2 separate regions of the Mus musculus genome follow, and region 1 is linked to region 2. The links are chromatin contacts, called in public HiCAR-type maps. All regions are on one chromosome and are shown on one strand. The core of a region is the stretch at or near the end of the contact, and the rest is flanking DNA. Distances in the headings are between cores, read along the strand shown.

Region 1 (3,222 bases), core at 386-2,885, 260 kb after region 2:
CACATGCCCAAGGGGCTGTGTTGTGATTGCTGGAGAAGCTGGGATTGCAAGCAACAGAAAGGGGGAGCATGCACTGAGTCGCGGGTAACGCTAACAAAACAAATACACGCCGCACAGCGGGGTGGGTGACCAATGCCGATGACAGGATGGTCTCCCGTAGACCAGAGAGGCGTGAAGGGTGCCTCAAACAGGGCAAAGCTACTGAATTGACAACTCTCAACAACGGAGTCTAGCTACCTGGGTGGACACAGACTACCAGGGTGGTGGCAAGTCCTTAAAGGTTCCGGCCACGAGAGGGCAAGGCTGGTGCGGGATTGGTCCCGTTGGAGGCTGGATGCACCGGGCAGGATCCTGTGCCAGCTGCGGCCAGTTGGCGACACAACATCTGGCGCTCCCGCTCTCGCTCCCGCACAGCCCTATTGGACGCGGATGTCTTCCGGATTTGTGCTCGCCTTGAGTGCCTCAGCGGGGACTTGTAGGTTCTGCGGAGCTCAGCCAGAAACCCCTGGTAATTGTTTCGCAAAGGGCTGTCTGGTTGCATGTGGGGGATGGCCCACTTCTCCGCCTCCCCAGTCAGACGGGATACCAGGAAGGCCACTCTCTCGGCTTCACCGGGGAAGCGGGAGGCTTGAAAAATCATGAACCTGTCCATCTGCATCAGGAACCCTGCCAACTGTCCAGGGTCTCCTGAGAAGGGTTCAGGCAGTGAGGTGGGTGGCGTGGTCATGGGTCGGGTCCCATTGGAGGTGATGGCAGAGATAGGTGGAGTAATCTGTAGAGCGCCAGGGATGCGCGCTCGGGTGCGCAGCAGAGTTAGTTCGGCCATCACACTCTCCAGCATGTTGGTGAGGTTGGCCTTCTCCGCCCTCAGTGTGGAGGCCTCGCGCCTCAGCGCGGAGTTGGTGAGGCGCAGAGAGGTCAGGGTGTCAACTACGTCATCCATCTGAGCGCTGGCACCAGGGGCAGAGGCTGGGCTTTCAGTTTTGGAGGTCCGAGGTTGGACCATGCTGGCGGCCAAAGTTAAGCCACAGGTACCTGGAGAACCAGAGCGCAAGGCCTTGGATGCTGAAGCAAGCCTGAGGACGCTGGTCCTGTCCTGGATGCAGTTCCTTTCTGCAAGCTTCGCAGGATCAAAGTGTGGGTCGCTGGCTGGACCTGCCCAGGCCCTGAAGGATGCTCGAGCTGGATAGCCCTTGTAGAATGCATAGGCTGGATCTGCCCAGGCCTTACGAGATGCGCGGACCTGCCAGACTTTGCAGGATGCACCTGCCGGAGCTCGGGCTGCGGATGCAGGCACTGACCACCGGTGCCATGCGACCACCCGCGCGTGAACAAAGGCGTCGGCACCTGGGCTGGCCCAGGCTGGGCGGCGTATGTACCTGTCGCTCCGCTGCTCCCTCCGCTGCCAAGATGGCCCGAGGGTCGAGGCCGCGCCCGGCCTGTACGTCACGGAGGCCGCCGGAACTGCTTTCCGGGCAGCGGCGGCGGGGGTGGCAATTCCTGCGGGGCTGGCTTGACCTGGTCCCGGCGCTGCGCTGCGCGGTCACCGCGCGGTCTTTGTGCAGGCGCGGCCAGCTAGACGGCCGCTGGGAACCTGGCAACTGGGCCAGGGCCTGCTGGTTGCCATAGAGACCGCTCGCTCTCGGAGCAGCGGCCGGGACCTTGCCTTCCGGAAGTGACGCACCTGCGCCTTTCTCAACAGCCTATTAGCGAGGAGCTTGGCTTCTGCCAGCTGAAATCTTGGAAAGATTAGCTTGGAAATTAGATAGTCTTGGAAAGATTATCTTCTTTACGATTCCTACCCAGGCCGCTCGCGGAGCCTCTCAGAGACAGTATCTTTTTTTTTTTTTTAAGTGAGATTGATTTTTCTTCCTGTGATTTGAACACCATTCGCATGAACTGTATGATCATGGTAGCAGATCTTGACAAGAAAACTATTTTTTTTTTTTTTTGAGGCAGTCTCCTGTAAACCAGACTGGTCTGGAAAACTCAGAAAGTAGCCAGAAATGACCTTGAACCTCTCCTGCCTCTACATTCCCCGTGGTGGATTGTGGGAATTCAATACTGGCTCTGAACCCACAATGTAGCCAAGGATGACTACGACCCTCTCATCCTTCGGTTGCCACCCCGGGTGTGCTGGGGTTACTTGCTCTGAGTGCCATAGCCCTCCGTGCACAATGTTGAAGGTTAAACCCAGGGCCTCATGCTTGCAAGCATGCCACCACTGAGCTGAATCCCCATCCTTGGAAACGTCTTTCAAAAACAAAGCAGAAACATTACAGTTCCCCTCAGTGTTCTACACGCGCGCGCGCGCGCGCGCGCGCACACACACACACACACACACACACCATCTTGTTCAATAGTCCACCATTTTCCCATTAGTATCCTAATAGGAAACATTGACTTTTGTGCCTTGTAGATGGTCATGTCTCCCTAGTCACATTGAATTTTGAGATTTTCCTAGGGGAGGTAATACAGAAGCATGTCTTTCTATTATTGCCTAGGGCTTCACCGAAAGCCTGTGCTACCTTTTACTCCTGCCTGCCCTCTTGATAGATGGCCAACTTACCTTACACGCTGAATTTTGTGAGCATAGTTTATGTGAGTCTTAGCCCCTTCCTCTGACAGTTGTTCCTCATGGTCAGTTCCATACTGGGATAAACTGGGAGAGACAATACCATCTGTGAAGCCCTCCTATGATGCAGTCTAGCGAGAGTGACTGCAGGTGGGAGACAGACCTGGGGTGGAGATGTGTTCATTCGGTCTATAGATTTTGGTCTTGGAGTGAGGGATTGTGGCTGAGGGTATCCACACTATGAGAGTGTTATAGAATCTAATGCTGTGCTCGTGAGGGGTGGCCCCTGGAAAAAAAATCACACCACACTACAGACCTGGTGTAAGGAGGTTTATCTGGGGGAACAGAGGGGAGTGAGGACATGGAGAAAGGTTAGAAGGAGAAAGACAGGAGTAGAGCCATGGGGGCAGAGAAGGGGGGCAGAGGAGGACAGAAAGGAGAGATAAGCCAGCCAGGAACACATGGGAGTAGAGAGAAATGGAGAAGGGAAGGGAGGGAGAAGGGGAGAGGGAGGGAGAGGAGAGAGAGAGAGAGAGAGAGAGAGAGAGAGAGAGAACTGGGGTAGCCCTGCCAGGCCACCTGCACCTGGTAGCAGGCAGGTGATGACGTAAGCCTTTGCTAGGTTCCAGGAGGAGCCTAGCAGAACT
Region 2 (3,614 bases), core at 321-2,820:
CTGGGGAAACGGTCATTTAATCCCCTAAAAGGATCTCAGCCCACAGGTTGAGCAACGCTGCTCTATCTGCTGGGCGTGGCTGCCAGAATCAACAGGCTCCCAGTTCCCACGATGCAAATGATGTCCTCTCTAAATGATACACCAGGGTGGTCACTGTGTTGGGAATGAGGGTAGTTTGCTGTCACTCTTGTGCTGATTAGTCGCCTGCACGTGTCCCTCACTTTTGTTAGGCTAGAGCAGGGTGTGTGTATGTGTATCCATTCCTATTGGGGGGTGGGGGGAAGGGGGCTGAGTGCTAGGGTCTGGTTGGCTCTGAGACTTGGTCTAAGTGTCCATCTGACCCTTTCTTCTTGTTCACAGGATCATGATGGGCCGGTTTGGTAAGTACCCTGGTTTGGGGTGGGACAAGGTGAGATCCCTGGGTATGCACCATCCAACACAGAAAGCTCTGCGGTTCTCAAGGTCATGCGTGTGATCTTGTGAACTTGGGCAGGAGGAGTGAGCTTGTAGGGACAGAGGGGCCAGCCTGGAGAACATCTCTAGCTTACCTGCAGGGGAGGGAGTGGGAGGGGAGAAAAGAAGGTAATTACTCTCTCACCTGACCCTGTCCCCTGGGCAAGAGAGGACAGACAAAGAGATCAAAAACCTACAGCTTTGTTTAAATTCTCAGAGGTGATTCTGGCTCCCTGCGCGGGCTGGGAGGGAGGCTGATGTGGGCAGAAGTTTAAAACAGAAGGAAGTGGAGAAGGCTGAGGAAAAATGGAAGCCAGATAGAAGCTCCCAGCTCATTTCCAGATACATGTCTGACCCTGGGGAATCCTTGGGGGCGGGGCCAGTGCCACCTCCAAAACCCAATGCCCTTCTCTGACCTGGAGGTTGTAAAGAAGGGCTGAAGGATGAGCATGCAGCATGCTGAAGGATGAGCATGCAGCATGCTGAAGGATGAGCATGCAGCATGCAGCACGCAGCAGTTCTGACAGTCAGGAAGGTCTTGAGTTTGAGAGAAAGCTGTGGCCATGTAGCCCCTGAGCCCTTCTGATGGACAGGTGTTATGCTTGCTGGGAAAGTTCCCAGGGGAAGTGGGGTGGCAAGCATGGGTCATGTGGGACCCCTGCTTGGGGTCCAGGTGCAGGCTAGTTTAGAGATATGTATAGTTTAGAGGCTCTGAACCCCTGGGGATCGCAGAGGCGGGAGGATGACGAATGGGGACCTGAGAGTGTGGCGTGGTAACTTATGAGTTTGGGTTGGCTCTGTTTCAGGTTCAGAGGATTTGAAAAGAGTTGGCTTGGCTGGGGGCGTGGGGAGAGGGAGGCAATCCTGGGCTCGGTTGGTATCTTGGGAGCCCTGACAGCTGGGAAGGACACCTGGTCAGGTACACAGGGTGTGTCTCCCAAGGGGAGAGCCAGGTGCACCAGAACTCAGTCACGGTGCTGGGGACATCTGAGGCCACAAGAAACCTCCTCTGAGGCTGTACTCACTTCACTTCTTGCAGGCTCTGGCGTAAGATGAAACAGGCTATTAGCTAGTGACAGGCAATTAGTTCCGCCCCCGCCTCGCACTTCTGCTGACGCAAGGAGGTCTCCTGGTTACGCGGCTGACAGCCTTGGTTTTGGTGCAGTGAGCCCCTGGGCTCCCAGGCATCCTCTTGGGGGAGCAGCAGATGGCTATCCCAGGATTTCTGGTCACTTCTGACCTCACTGCCCCGCCAGGGTCTGGTCACACTGGTTCCCACCCAGCATCTACTTTCTGGCTTCAGCACAAGCTTTGCTGAGGAAGGTCAAAGCATCCCTTGTCACGTCTGTTTCCTGTCCACAGTCCAGGATGCTCCAGACATCACATCCCCTGTGGCCTTGATCTCTCACCTCCTGAGTGTCCAGGTCTAACCCTGCCCCCCCTCCACCCCCACTTCCACTACTCTCGGCCTAAGACACCCTCCTGCTAAATTACCCAGGGTTCCCTCCTGCATTGGCTCAACTGTCACTCACCAGGGATCCCCAGTCACAAACCAGCATGCACCCGCCCTACTACCCTCTGGTTGTCTTCGTTATGTCTAGAACCATCTGACAAACCTGGAGCCAGCCCTGCTCCCAGGAGCCTCAGGGTTTGTGTGTGTGCTCCCCTTGACCCGGAACACTGGTGCAAGTGCTATGCTTGTAGGCACACCCATGCCTTTTCCTTTGTTCAGGGATCTCCAAGTATCCTGGAGGCAGCCGCTCACCCCAAGCCTGTATGATCTCAGCAGCCCTCCCTGCACCACTGTCAGGCGTGAGGAGGTTCCAAGACCTGAGCAGGCTGAGTCTCCTAGGCTGAGTCTTGCTTGAACCCGTTCCCTCAGCCTCCTTGGCCTTCGAGTGCTGTGCAAAGGTGGAGCGTCTCCTCTCTGGTCACTCTTCCCTAAGGCCAGCAGGTTGAGGGGTGGGTACCCAGCCTCTTCCCACCAGCGTCTTGTCCTGCCTGAAGTATAAGCTGGTTTTTCTCTCCCTGGAAACCAGTCTCCTGGGAGCTGGGAGGTTAGAGCCTGATCTCCATAGCAACGCCTTTGCCAGTTGCCTTTTCTCTAGCTAGTGGCCCTTCCTCCCTGGTTCCCCCTCCCCACCCCCGACTCAGGAGCCCTTTCTGGTGCTGACAGGATTGGGTGGGCAAGGGTGGAGTCCCCCTCCTAGTTCCAGGCTCAGTTTGCTGAGACCCAATCTCTCCCATTTGCCTTCCCAGCAGAGCCTGTGTTAAATTAAAACTCTGACCTGACGTTCACACCCCTGGTCATTGTGCACGAAGGCCACTGCACTAAAGGACTCAGCTCCTGTCAGCCTCCCTCCCAGACCACCCTGCTCTTGAATCCACTCTGGCTCCCTGTGTTTCTCTTTGCATGTTCTCTGGCTGCAATGCCCTTCCTCTTCTCATCTCTCCAGCCAGCCTGGCTCAGACGGCAAGCCTCTTTCTTCCAACCTCTTGTCCATGGCTGCGAACTTGGGTGCTGCCAGAGACCAGCCGGACAGAGTTGCTCAAACCCCAGAAGCTGAAGGTTATAGGAGGAGAACTGTGGAAAATAGGAGCCCCCCCCCATCCTTGTCCTGGGGGTGGCACCTTGATGCCAGGTGCCCTGTAGCTCACTGTGGCCCCAGCCTCTGCTTTCAAGAGTTGGAAATGTAGATTAGGGAAAACCTTCCTATTCTAAATGAGGCTGAGTTAGGCTCCAGGTACAGACCTGGGACCCTCCTGTCTGTGCCTTTCCAAACTAGTGACTTCTCCAGTACAGGAGGGAAATTGATGGGGTCCCCAGACATGGGAATTGGGCTTGTCCCTGTGTCCCCACCCTGATTCTTGATGCTCACAGAGGCGGTGGGGAACAGATGTGGTTCCATTTAGCTAGGGAAGGGACCTAAAGTCTGTGGGCTTTCTAGTCACACAGTGAGGATTTGAACCCAGCTCTGCCCTGTCCCCACCATCCCTGGTCCTTCCTCTTGGCTATGGAGCCACATTTTGTGTCCTCTAGGCCCCAGGTAAGCAGCCAGCGTGGGAGGCGCCCAACAGCCTCCCACGCGGCACTCTGCCAGCCCAGCAGTGGCCCAGCTAAATAAACCGGTGACGTCAAGAGCCTGAGCTCTTGGGGCTTT

Evidence for each region. HiCAR-type assays count read pairs that join an accessible place to other places.
Region 1: a contact with region 2 is called in a HiCAR-type map of astrocytes, with 4 times the contacts expected there. The contact joins the promoter of Rtl6 here to the enhancer-like site in region 2. A contact is called at or near these places in 6 of 39 promoter capture datasets (cranial neural crest, embryonic stem cells, neural stem cells and 3 more), 1 of 15 datasets of contacts at CTCF or cohesin (large pre-B cells), 1 of 484 Hi-C or Micro-C datasets (regulatory T cells), 13 of 115 datasets of contacts at active chromatin or transcription factors (the 230-238 cell line, astrocytes, cardiomyocytes and 8 more) and 3 of 9 other capture datasets (adipose tissue, embryonic stem cells and liver).

What each region holds. Positions count from the first base shown.
Region 1 is chr15:84,556,188-84,559,409 of GRCm38.p6, forward strand. It overlaps Rtl6 (retrotransposon Gag like 6), which reads right to left and starts at 1,636. Exons shown (of 1, transcript NM_177630.4): 1 at 1-1,636. The coding sequence starts at 1,006. The coding sequence ends at 275.
Region 2 is chr15:84,297,606-84,301,219 of GRCm38.p6, forward strand. It overlaps Parvb (parvin, beta), which reads left to right. Exons shown (of 13, transcript NM_133167.3): 8 at 361-380. Among named protein-coding and RNA genes, the nearest start is that of Gm22890, 24 kb to the right of the region's middle. Within about 2 kb of position 1,571, at least 87 of the 459 cell types and tissues checked have an H3K27ac peak or open chromatin away from gene starts, as enhancers often do. A contact at or near this core is called in the 230-238 cell line and neural stem cells, where this site is marked.